Linked DNA regions of Gossypium hirsutum: regions 2 and 3 are each linked to region 1. A link is a contact called in public Hi-C data. All regions are on one chromosome and are shown on one strand. The core of a region is the stretch at or near the end of the contact, and the rest is flanking DNA. Distances in the headings are between cores, read along the strand shown. Region 1 holds the start of LOC107897553 (E3 ubiquitin-protein ligase MIEL1). Region 2 holds the start of LOC107897556 (ras-related protein RABB1b). Region 3 has its middle 11 kb from the start of LOC121209175.

Region 1 (4,391 bases), core at 1,178-3,677:
TAGGATCCAAACCTGCATTCGTTTGTTAAATCAAGATATACGTGATTCGGATATAAAGCAACAGGTTGTTCGATATGAACAAGAATCATAGTATGCACACACCTTCTTGTGCCGGTAGTCCTCTGGCATTACAGTTGCTTCTATCTGACAACAAACAAGATAATTATGTTGTGAATCAGTGTGGACAAAAACAGAATGAAGCAACTAAATCAAAGACAAGGCTGTTAATTACGAGTTTGATGAGCTTAAAGTCGAAGAATATGTACCTCTTCGTCTATCCTCTTCCAGGTTCTAGACATATCGATTACTGACTTCGAGCATATAGGACAACAATATCTGAGCAAACAACACTGTTTTAAATTCGGAAGAACAACTAGAACAGTTAAGATTATACAAGGAAGAACTCGTTGACACTCACTTGTTTCGCTTTATCATCTCATAGTAACATTCGCAGTGCATCGTGTGACCGCATTTCATCACAGTGGTATCTTTCAACGAATCGAATAGGTACTGGAGATGCAATACGATCCACTATTAGCGGATACAAATATTTACTAAATATAATTGCAGGAAGTAGAAAAGATGAACCTCATAACATATGGGGCAATGATGCCGCATCGAGTTCTCCACGCACAAATGATTATCTCGCAACGCAATGGCATAGCAAGACCCTGCCCAGTGGCATAAGTACGTGTGGTTATTGTGCAAAACAAATAGATGTACCATTGAATAAAAGAGATACTGTAAGCAGGGGATGGAATTCAATGTTTAAACTCCTCAAAACACGATTGACTGATGTTTTCGGTGAGTTCACATCAAAATAGTATAGTTCTAAATTAAAGTAGAAGAATATAAACATGAAAATGAACTCATAAGTATAGTGTACTGAGAACAACGACGAACAAAAACAAGAACGATTATGAAAGTGCATGACAGCAAAATCCAGAATAGTTCGAAACAACCCAATGAAAAATGCAAATTATTGAATACGACTGAATATGAAATAAAAAATCAGCCACAAATACCATTTCAAAGTAAAAAATGGGATTGAATCTAAGAACTTTGAACCAAGCATGATAAGGTAAGAAATGGGATATAAAGGTGTTAAGTACATACCGCACTTTTTGCAATGAAAAAAGTTATCACGACCTCCGACTCTGTATCAAAAATCATTCGATTAAGTCTCATAGCTTGAATTCAAGCAATCAAGACGAAAATAACAGCCATATATACTTAAAACTTGGTAACTAACCTGCAGATCCCACAATCATGGCAATGAAAGTGCTCCTTCTCGGTCTGCGTTAGATGTAACCGAACGGTAAACATTAATGGAAAAAATAAACATTATATAGTAAAACACACAAGGATCAAACGCCCATCCATTCCTTATATCTTAAGCTAATGTTTATCAACTATTTCATTAGTTATATCTTGAAAAAACTTAAGTACTTACATCATCATCAAAGAACATGCAAATTGCACAGAAATATTCTCCCATGTTGACGCCACAATTTGAACAAAGTTGAGCGACCTACACAACATAAAAAACCAACACCCAAAGTGAAAACATAAACCAAAGAAAAGGGTCCTTTTGTGTCTTAAAAGATACAAATCTGAAACACAAACCGGCTGCTCTGTGTCACAAACCGAACAAATAACCTACACAGAAACAAATTGGCACAAATGATTAACTTGAAAAGAGAAAGACAATAAATTGAAAGAAAAGAAAAACACAGCGATTTTCAATTTCGTACTTGTTTAACGCCTTGGCGAACAATCTCGTGCCTGTCCATGGGGTTCTTTAACAAGCTCTGAAGAACCAATAAGTGAATCCAAATACAATGAATACCCAGAACAAGAAATTGCATAAACAGTCAGAAACGTGGGAGCTTTCAGCTTAAAACATAGAAAAAAAAGGGGGGGGAATGCAGAAAAAATGCTGAAAACGAATACCGAAGCCTCATTGTGGCAATGGCGACACCAGAAAACCTCGTTGCAACATGGAGCTCGAATCTTACATCTCCTCCTATAATGTTGGCATCTATAAAAGGAAAAAAACAAACAAACCCAATGAATCATTGATGGAAAAGACCCCCAAAAAAACAAAAAAGGGATAAGAAGAAAGAAGAGATACCCATATCCCATCTTCCCAAAATGAAGGCGTTCATTGGCTGAAGAGGCCTCCATCTCCAGGAGAATTGGAAGACAAATTTTGTTCTTTTCTTCTTGGATTATCCAGAGGAAACCAAGAAAGAAGAGGGGGTTTCCTGAATTGGGAAGATGGGATTTAAATTTTCTTGGATTGTCGTGGATTCTTAAATGAAGAGAAAAGAACCCCAACCCCGCCTTCAAAGGGCCACTCGTTTATATAAAAATATAAAAATATAACAATAGCTATCTTACATTAAAAGGCAATAGTAATTGAATACCCAAAAAAAGAAAAAGGCAATAGTAATTATTGAATAATAGAAATAATGAGATTCTGTTGGGAGAGAGAGACAAAGGATAAGGTGGGGGGAGTGCCTGCCAGTGATGACTAAGAGAGAGGGACCAGTTGCCGCAGTGTCAGCGAATCGTGTTTCAGTCCGTAATTTTTCTTTTTGGGGGCATTTTAACAATCATGTGCAAGTCGCTTTTTGTTTCCATTCAACTTGAAGCTGAATCCAAAAATTGTTCTTCCTTCATATCAATTGATTAAACTTAAAACCTGAATTATGGTTTTCCTTATTGCATTATCCAAAGAAAAACATGAATAACAGGTTGAGTATTTTTCAGAAAAAAATTTAGATTCAAAATGTTAGAGATGATATTGTTGAGAGATATGAATAGTAAAATAGAAATTAAGGATAAAAAAATTTAAACTCTACTAAATTAAAATACATTGATTACATTTTCAATTTAATTTGCAATTTAACTTTTCTTATTTATATAATATTATTACTATCATTAATCTCATATTTTAGTTTAATAAGTTAAAAAAAGGAATCTTTTAGTGATAAATTAATGAAAAAAAAATTGATAAATATAATTTCCTTTTTAAGTGACATAAAAAACTTTTGAGCTTTGGATTAAATTAAAAATTACGTCAGCTCGACTAATGAACTTTTAAATATATTTAAATTTAGGCATAATAAACCCTAACTTAAGCATTAAAGTAAAATTAGTTTAATTCAAATTTTATTTATTTTAACAAATTATTTATGAGCAGTAGAGTTCACGTTGATGGTCACAAAACACAATAATAATTATTATTGCAATTCTTATTATATTCTTGGAAACTAATGATTTAGAATACAATTGTATGTTTAAAAATAACATCTAATCTAGAGTATGTTTATATTCTTTCTCTTATTTATATAGTTTTTTATGTTGATGGTACCTAATCTAAAAATTTTCTCTTGAAATTGTCAAGGGTGTGCTAGTAGAAATTTTTTTCAGGCCTTCCGCGAATATAATTTGGAGCATAGTCCAAATATTGTATGTCTGGTTGAACCTAGAGTAAGCGGTAAAAAAACCAATTTTATTATTGAACAATTGGGCTTCAATTCTTCTCATCGGGTTGAAGCTGTATGGAAGGATTCTTTTAGAATTCGCATTATGTAGTAACCATCCTCAATTTATTTCCCGTAGCGTTGACAATTTTATTTTAAATAAGTCTCTTTTAATCACTTTTGTTTATGGTAGCCCTGACAGGTTGAAACGCAAGCTCCTTTGGGATAGTTTAAAATTTGTATCTCTAGTCTAGCCTATTCCTTGGCTCATCATGGGGGATTTTAACGCTATTTTATCTCCTGCAGATAAGAAAAGCCCTTTTAATATAGGTAAACGCTATGAATTTTTTTGTAATTTCGTTGACTCTTGTGCTTTGCAGGATTTAGGGTTTCGTGGACCCTCCTTCACATGACAATGCGGTGGTACTTTTGTAAGATTGGATCGGGCTTTAGCAAATGATGATTGGATGCTAACTTTTCTGCAGTGCTTGGTTCACTCGTACTAAATCTAAACATCAGCCTCTTTTGCTATCCACTAGTCCGAATCATGGCGTTCCTAAAGGAAGACCTTTCAGATTTTTAGCAGGATGGATGCAGCATAAATCTTTCCCCACATTTGTTAAAGATAAGTGGAATTTTGTTGGTAATATGGTTGATTCTCTTAATAATTTTACTTTTTCTGTTAAACTTTAGAATAGGGATGTGTATGGTTTTTTGGGTGTTTGAAAACATCTCCTTTTGAGATCACTTAGTAATATTCAAAAGGCCATTAACCATTTTTCATCTAGTCAGCTCAGAAAGAATTGGAAGTTCGTGATGAATTGGAAAACATCCTTGACCATGAAGACTTACTTTGGAGACAAAAGGCTCATTGTGACTAGTTGCAGTTAGGAGATAAAA
Region 2 (4,391 bases), core at 1,020-3,519, 150 kb after region 1:
ATTCAGTACATTCATCTTATCACAATATTTCCAATAACTAAAGCATATATCAAATTCATCTAAATATCGTGCAATACTCTACACAAAGTTTAATTAACCTATACATATCTAAATACCTTTCATTTAAGTCATATATCTCAGTAATTAATCAAATTCACACCAATATGATTTGATTAATCATTACCAGCTACCAAATCATTTATTAACATTTCTTACAAATTAATCCATTCGTATAAAAATTTACATTCTTTCGATGTTACGTATATTCCCATATTTATCATACATTTCAAGTCTTATTGAATTAATCCGTTTGCTATTGAGACAATATATATACTTAGCAATATTATCTAAAAGGCAAATTAGAGTATTACAACTACATTATGAATTTAAAAATTAAGTCCCATATGAACTTACCTGACAAAAACAACAACGGATAAGGCATCAGGGACAATTCAGTAATTTTCCCTTTTTCTATGTATATCCTCCAATTGTTGAAATTCTCCAATCTAAACCATAATTTAGTTCAATTATCAATTACAGCCCTCGTTTAACAGCATACTAAAGTTATATGACAATTTAATTTATCTATCGAATAATCCCTCAAGTTTTACATTTTATTCAATTTAATCCCTAAAACCGAAACTATTATATCTTTCAAATTCAAGCTTTATTTTACAATTCAATTTCAATTACATCCCTATATAGCCGTCTAAATACATAAATTTTAGAAATTTCATATCAAACTTTACATTATTATATTTTAGTCCCTAAACTCAAAACGAACAAAAATTCACTAAACAAAATAGTCTTATTTCATTTTCAAGCATCAAAATCTACCATTAACATTCAAAAACTTCAAATAACATCAATAGGAACTTTTAAAACTTTGATTAAGGATATTTAAGATTTACTATAAAACTTTATTATTAAACAATTTATTTAATACCTACAAATAAAGATTGAAAATAATAATAACAATGTCTTTATTAATAAACTAAATAAAGAAATAAAGACTGAAAATAATAATAGCAATTTCTTTAATAATAAATTAGATAAACAAATATGTAATTACAATCCCCCGATGACCTCCGATGATTTATCTTTCCACTGCTCAACATGGCAATGTGCAAAAGGGGTATACCCCTGCTCCTTTCGAATTTCCAATGCTTTCCTAGATTTGCTCTGTTTGGAAATCAAATCTACTAAGGTTTTATTTACTTAAAAAGCTCTTTTTCACATAATTTTTCAACTTCTATACTAAATCAATCTTTAACTATTTTACAATGTCTTCTTAGATCTCCGAAATTGCAATACGAAATGCAATGTCACCTAATTTAATGATATTTTGGTCACATGAATTAATAGGTTGTTCTTCTATATTCTTAGAACTATGTTCCATTCACTTTTTTCTTTTTTGGTACATGAAAATAGATAAAATCATAACTAGACTAAACGATGTTAAGCATTTCAGAGCAATCATCATGTAATCTTTGGAGAATTTCCTCTAAAGATTGCATATATCTATATCTACCCAAAGGTCTTGAAAGTGCCATTGCTGCCAGTCTATCGGCAACTTTGTTGCCCTCTCTGAATATACTCACTTTTCACGACACTTTTGAATAGTTTTTCTTTTTTTCACTAGTATTTCTAGACTCCATTTCTATTCTTCCTCTTTTGAAGTAGAGACAAAGATACATTAATATCATTGAAGGTAGAAATAATATAGAGACCCCTATACTAGGAGTCGAATTATATTTTGCTCCTTCTACTTAAAAAATGGGTAGATTAATCTTATATGTTAGGTCAAATAGCAAATTGATGCTTTTATTAAAAGTTTCATTCATTTTTATTGTTAAAAAATTATCATTGTACATTAGCATAAGGTATATGTGACGTGTCTAGTTATTTCATCAATTTTTTAATAAAAATAATCAATTTACTTTTTAATATAATCTATAGAAACTAAATCGCTTATTTTTAATAGAAAAGACAAAATATAATCTAACTCCTAATATATTATCTCAATAGTAATTTTAGTAGCTATATTTGAAAGTACCTTAAAAGTTAATATTTTTATTTCTTAATTGAGAGATAAAAGCTGAATTATCTAAAAAAGGAAATTAATTTAAAAGATTAAATAAAAATATGTATAAAAGTATAAAAATAAAAATTATTTAAAAAAAATTCTAATTATAATCGGCTCCGATTGAACACCCAACAATTTCCTCGTCCATGTAAAAGGAAAATAATTAATAATAATAATAATAAATAAATAAAAGCCTTAGAATTTCAACCAAAACTAAAACAGAAGCAACGACGAACAGTGAACCGTATCGTTCTTTTTTCTTCTACATTACTCCTCTGTCCTCTCCCTCTCTTTACTGCGAAAAAAAAATTCGGACAGGGGGACGAACAACCTTGAATTCGACGACGCACTCAAACCATGTCTTACGACTATCTTTTTAAGTACATAATCATCGGTGACACTGGTAGCTTACTTCTCTGTTTGAAAATTTCCCAATTTGATTTTTCTTTTTTTTTTAAGTATCATTTAGAAATGCTTTCAAATTTTTTGGGGATTTGATTTGATTTTTTTGTGTTGCAGGTGTAGGAAAGTCATGTTTGCTTTTGCAGTTTACAGACAAGAGATTCCAACCAGTTCATGATCTAACCATCGGTGTTGAATTTGGTGCTCGGATGGTCACCATAGATGGCAGGCCCATCAAGCTTCAGATTTGGGATACTGTAAAAACCCTAACTCTTTAACCTTATATATACACACGCGCACTCTGTTGTGTTGTTTTCTGGAAAGGGTATTAAAATTTTAGAATTTTTAGCTTTGGCATATGAATAATTTAGGTTTAGAAGCCAAAGAGTGTTACGAAAGATTTTGGTTATTAAGCAAGGAACTATGGCTGTTGGGTCTAGAAGAACTTAGGGCTAGGGGCCCCCAAAGAATATGATTATGTGCTAAGTTTAGAGTAGAGTTTTGTCGGAATTGAAATTCTTTTTCCGACGAAAAGCGCAGTTTTATTTGTTTGTCTATTTGATTGGCTTTTAGTTGGCTTAATGGTGAGAGTAAACGGAGGTGAAAGTGAAAGCCTTTGGTGACTCGTTTTTCAGGGGATTATATTTTTGATGACATTAGGTATCTTTTAGTTGTTTTTGTGTAGGAACTCTACCTTCTTTCATGGGGAGGAGACTATATTGGGTGGTTATTTATTCTTTTTTCGCTTGCTTCCTACTCAAGGAATGTGGAACCGTCGAAACTTAGCTTATTAATGAATTCAATGGCTTATGTTATCTCTAGTGCTATAAATGAATAGAGCATTCAGTAAGCAGTTTATAAATGGGTTTGGTTTAGGGTCATCATATTCATTTATTAAGTTTTGAACAAGATTTTAACACTTGTTAAGAAAACGAATGAGTTGAACATCAATAAATGTGACTTGTTTATGTTCACGAACAAGTTCAATAAGTTGTTCATAAACAAGCTTAGTAAATGCTTGCTGGCGTATTCTTCTTCTTTTTGCAAGCAGACTACATTTAGCTTAAGCATCTTTTAACATAATTCAAGTCTTGATTCGAATTTTATATCATTAAGAACCATATATGGATAGATTAAAAGGAATCCAATGTTTATGATTTTCTTTAAAATGTTTATATCTAGGTAAAAATGGAGCCATTTTATGGTTGAGAGATGGAATTTAAAGAAACTGTAGTGGGAATCTACATCTATTTATATGCTTCTCTTTCCCACCTTTTTTTTCACTGCCAAATTTAAATGCTGAAAGTGTACCCAACAGAAAATGGTAATGTTAGTTGAATATTGATATTTGGGTTGTGATTAGTTCGTAAAGGTAGGCTAAAGTTTGAAACTTTTGAGGATATAAAAGAGAGCTTGGTTTCAATCAAAGCCAGATAAGTAGGCTGAGCTGAGTTTGAACAAGGTTTTTGCACTTTGGCTTGAGCTCATCTATTGCCCAGCTTGTTAACATCTAACTGAGCTTGTAGTTATCTCAACTATTTTTCTTTTCCTTCTTTTTTATTTTCTATTTCATTGTTCATCATTTTGATGGATTTGAGCCAGAGCTTATGCATGATTATATTTCAGGCTGGGCAAGAATCCTTCAGGTCCATCACCAGATCTTACTATAGAGGAGCAGCAGGAGCTCTTCTGGTCTACGATATAACCAGGTGAGAGACAGAATCGTCATTCGGTGCAGAATTAGTTGCTGTTATCTGTGAACTATTGGAGATTAGTGAAACCCTTAAAACAAGGTTGTAACGTGCAAGGATACTTAAGTAATAGGTGTAGATGAGTTGAAGGTTGCTTGCATCTCACTATTATAGCTTTTGCTTCAAGATCTTTTCTTACCCTTGGATTTTAG
Region 3 (4,391 bases), core at 537-3,036, 130 kb before region 1:
AATTTAATCTCTACACTTAAACAACTTATAATTCATGCAAATTCACTTAACCAAAATCAAATTAACTATACAACTAATTTCGTAAATATTTTTAATAAATATTTACGAGTTTCATTTATGGGAACGGAGTCCCGAGAATACACTTTTCGACACCCCTAACTATAAGGTCGCTACATCGGAAGCTTTAAGCCGTATGATTGAAGGCAAGTCAATGGCCATGGTAAGATTCAGTGGAGGTCCGCGAGATAAAGTCATGTACGTGAATCTTTATATATATGTTTGCATCTATGTCTTCACAAGCTTCATAAGTCCGCCAAGAATAAGATCGTTTACTTATAATATATTACTATGTGCGAATCTAAAGGTATGAGATATCTACTTATGCGAGTCCATATATGAAATATATGATAGTTTGTCAGGATAGTCTTGCATGTATGATTCCGCCAATAGAGGATTCACTCTTAAGAATCCGCCTACATGTGATATGTTTTTAAGGGTGGACCACTATGAATGGGTTATATGTTATTGTGAGATAGAGGCAAGATACGACGGTCCGCTAGGTTTGTCTATTGGATTGAGAAGAATAGATCTTCTTTATTAGTCCGTAACGGGGATCTTCTTTATGAAACTGTCAATATGTTTTGCATACTTGAGTCTGAAGCAAGAATCCTCATTGATTGTACTACGAATCTGAGTTTGTTAGGATAAGCTATTAATAGCAGTCTGCAACAACAATTGTTCGTCAAGATTTATCTTAATTGGTTATCGGGATTTATTGGTACAAGATGAGCTATGGGAGTTATCTACGAGTTTTCTTTCATAAGTTCTAAAGTAAGAATCCGGAAGGATTTCTTTTTAAGGAAGTAGATGCATGTGGGTCACAAAGACAACTAGTAAAGATAGAATTCACAAGGATAATCCGCCAAGAGGTCAAACGTTTATCTGCATTTTGATACTACAATTATTAAATCACATTAGTGAAAGCTTTATGTGTGCAAGGCTTTGTATAGTCGAATATGAAATCTTTTGTTTTCAAGTCGTTAGTAGTTGACCAAATACAGACGAGTAAGATGAACTATTCTCTTTAATTCTACGAGAAAAAGGAAACCCCAGTTTAGCGATGACCTTGTCTACTTTTTCTTCTCTCAGCCTTGTCTTCACCAACGTCATAATTCACTGTTTATTCTCACGAATATATTCCTTCACAATACGATCAAACCTCGGATGACCAGCACCCTGACAATTCCAAAAAACGATATTACTGTCCATAAAAAAATCACTACTGCTCCTTCCTTAATCATGGATCTCCACCATGGACTTGGTTTCACTGGAAACTTCATCATCTATCAGCACCCATAGCATCATCCAAGCTATCTTCTTGTTGTTCCAGCCTATTAAGGATACCCTCGATAGCTACACCCATTGGTAATGCGCAATTCCTGTAGTCTTTAATTCAAACTCTCCGACACAGGATGTCCTTCCTAACATCCTTCGACTATACTGATTTTTGATTGACCCATCTGGACGCTACACTGCCATCCAAGTCAGTAGCCATATCCCCATTGATCGCATCTGGCCTCAAAGCCTCTTGAATCGCCATTTTTGAATTTCCCATTACTGAAATAACAACATGATTCTTGGGGTTTAATTTTGTTTGTATCAGTGTAGCAATGAAGCCTTCCAAGCTTGGAGCTTGACTTTTGGGCTTACTTGGCCCCACCTTATTCAGCATTATGTCCTATCTTGCTAAGCTCGCTCCATTTTTATTATTGTATTCCATTGGTCCATACAAAGACGAATGGCCGGCATTCCTTGTGGACCCATTTGCAGCCCAACCATTAACACTCCCAACAACACTTTTCCCCTTATCCCTTCTCGGTCCATTATTATTCGCTGCAACATCCTTATGTTTCAGATTTAACCCAGAGCTGGCCTTCCCCGATTCTCTCCTTTATTGTTGTGTCCCTAAATTACTGGGATTTTCATCATCCAAATTTGTTAGTATATAGGTGTCAGCGTTCGGTCGAATCGAGTGAAAATATTTCGAGTTGATGAGTCCTATTTTATCATCCTAACTAGATTTGAATTTTTTTTGGATCAATTCAAGTGAGATGAAATTCAAATCGAGTCGAATTGAGTGAAATTATTCGAGTTAAATTAAAAAATTAACCATGTCAAATTAAAATGTATAACGAATTTCATATTAAAGCACATAAATTTGAAACTATATATATTTGAAAACTTTTTCAAAGCAAAATAGTTGAAAAAATATTTTAGTATGATAAACTTGAACCATTAATTAACTTCTTTAAGTCCCCAAAATTATTATTCTAAAAATAATAATTTTTTAACTTTCTTTATATATTTTTTAGAATTTTTTAAAAATTTTATAATTTAAAAAAATATGAATTTTGGGATTTTTATAAATATTTTGAATTTTAAAAATTATTTTGAATTTTTGAAAATTATTTTGAATAATTTTGTAATTTTTGTTGAGAGAGACCAATTTGTTCATTTTCAAACTTGATAGGGACCAAAAGAATATTTATACCAATAAGTTATTCGAATTATTTGAAATGTAAAATTCAACTTAAATCGAACTCAAAACTCAAATTACTTATTCAGTTTACTTGAATAATTCGATCAACTTGATTCGATTAACTCGAAATTCTATTTTTTTAATTTTTTAATCGAATTGAGTTTTACTCGTCCCTATTGAAATGTCAAATTTTGAATTTTTAGAATTTATGGCGAGACTCCTGCTTACCAACTTTGCATTCCTCCTTGCCGGTTGTCTTCCACGTTTCTCCACCACCATCCATGAACCAAAATCCTCCTCCTCTACACGCTGTTATATTGTTGGTTATGGTTCATTCAACACCTCTTGTCTAGTAGTCGCCATTTTATCCGTTGCCGTGGCTACAAAATCTCTCCCTTGTATGTCCATAGTGTCCACAATTGTAGCAAATGTATGGGAGAGTTCATACTCCACCCTTTGCATATGGTTTTCCACACTGATCTTCAATACCAAAGACTTAGTCAAATTGACACACACTGCCAACCTAGCAAATTCACCTCTTGTCCTGTTTTCAGTAATTTAATATTTACCACTTTTTACATCAACTCAAACATTTATTTTATATGAATTTATATCTACTTCAGTAATAAAACTCTCAAGATTTCGGTACTAGTTAGATGGGTACTAATTCAATTGAAAAATATAAAAAAAAATCATATTTAAAAAACAATATAACTATATGTGGTAAAAAATAATTTGACATTTCTTTAACTATTTCTTTTTAAATTAGACAAAGCTCCCTAAAAAACTCACACATCTAAAAGAATTTAGGGTAAACTACTTGGTCACCCAACTTTTGAGTAGGTTATATTTTCATCGCTCAACTTTAAAAAACTTTTAATTTCATCACTAATATTTTCAAATTTTAAAATTTTAGTCATCTATCGTTAAATACTTAAACCAGGAAGCTAACATGAGTCCTTTTTTATTGACATAGTAACAAATTTAGCCCTCCAATGTTTATACATTTTTTCAATTTGATTTTAAATCTAAAAGGTCAACAAATTTAGCTCTCAATATTTACAAAATTTGTCATTTAGTTCTAATTCTAAAAATTTAATAAATTTATACCTAAACATTTACAAAATTTATCAATTTAATTCTAATTCTAAAAATTTTTAAAATTAAAAATATTTTTTAAAAAATTCATTTTTGGATAAAAATAATAAAAATGATTTTTTAAAAAAATCTAAAAAAGCATAAATAAATTATAAATAAAAAAACCAAAACATATTTATTAAATGTGAAGAGCCAATGCTGTCTGAGTTAAGCTTCAACCAAAGTGATTTTTCTTACTGGCAGGTTTTTAAATCAATAATGGTGAATGAAATGGAGGCTCATCTGTTTCTAGCTGAAGCTTTAGCTTCTCTTTCCTTCTTTCTTGATTGTTTTGCTTTTAAGGTCGACTTGATTTCCAATTCTTTATAATAATAAAAAATGTTTTAGAATATTTAAAAAAAAAACTGAGATTTTTCTTTTGGTTAAACTATACTCCAAATTTATATATTTTTCGTAGATTTAAATTTTGATCTTTTTTATTTTTATTTTTAAGGATTTTATATTTTTATCTTTTAGTTTTCAAAATTTATTTTTAATTGTTAATATTATTAATTTTTTTCATTAAATTTGTTAATGTGATATTTTAAAGTTAAAAGAAACTTATATGCTAACCATGTGACAAAAAGAATAATGTTGTAATAACATGAATTTAATAAAAAAATTATAATATTAACAATTGAATTTATATTTTCAAATATGAAAAGTACATGAATTCCTTAAAATAAAAGTAATGGGTTAAATTTCAAATATACAA

Evidence for each region. A called contact is a pair of places that touch in the nucleus more often than the background predicts.
Region 2: a Hi-C map of leaf shows a contact between it and region 1, with 4 times the contacts expected there. The contact joins the promoter of LOC107897556 here to the promoter of LOC107897553 in region 1. A contact is called at or near these places in 9 of 34 Hi-C or Micro-C datasets (anther, fibers, leaf and 1 more).
Region 3: a contact with region 1 is called in a Hi-C map of leaf, with 2.6 times the contacts expected there. The contact joins the enhancer-like site here to the promoter of LOC107897553 in region 1. A contact is called at or near these places in 2 of 34 Hi-C or Micro-C datasets (anther and leaf).

Annotation. Positions count from the first base shown.
Region 1 is chrA10:21,835,012-21,839,402 of Gossypium_hirsutum_v2.1, reverse strand. LOC107897553 (E3 ubiquitin-protein ligase MIEL1) reads right to left here and starts at 2,427. Exons shown (of 12, transcript XM_016823040.2): 1 at 2,135-2,427; 2 at 1,954-2,041; 3 at 1,755-1,811; 4 at 1,627-1,659; 5 at 1,454-1,531; 6 at 1,253-1,296; 7 at 1,117-1,157; 8 at 589-671; 9 at 419-510; 10 at 267-336; 11 at 103-144; 12 at 1-12. The coding sequence starts at 2,187.
Region 2 is chrA10:21,684,012-21,688,402 of Gossypium_hirsutum_v2.1, reverse strand. It overlaps LOC107897556 (ras-related protein RABB1b), which reads left to right and starts at 2,269. Exons shown (of 6, transcript XM_016823045.2): 1 at 2,269-2,489; 2 at 2,606-2,745; 3 at 4,115-4,197. The coding sequence starts at 2,444.
Region 3 is chrA10:21,968,841-21,973,231 of Gossypium_hirsutum_v2.1, reverse strand. No RefSeq gene overlaps it. Among protein-coding and RNA genes, the nearest start is that of LOC121209175, 11 kb to the left of the region's middle. Within about 2 kb of position 1,786, at least 3 of the 9 cell types and tissues checked have an H3K27ac peak or open chromatin away from gene starts, as enhancers often do. A contact at or near this core is called in leaf, where this site is marked.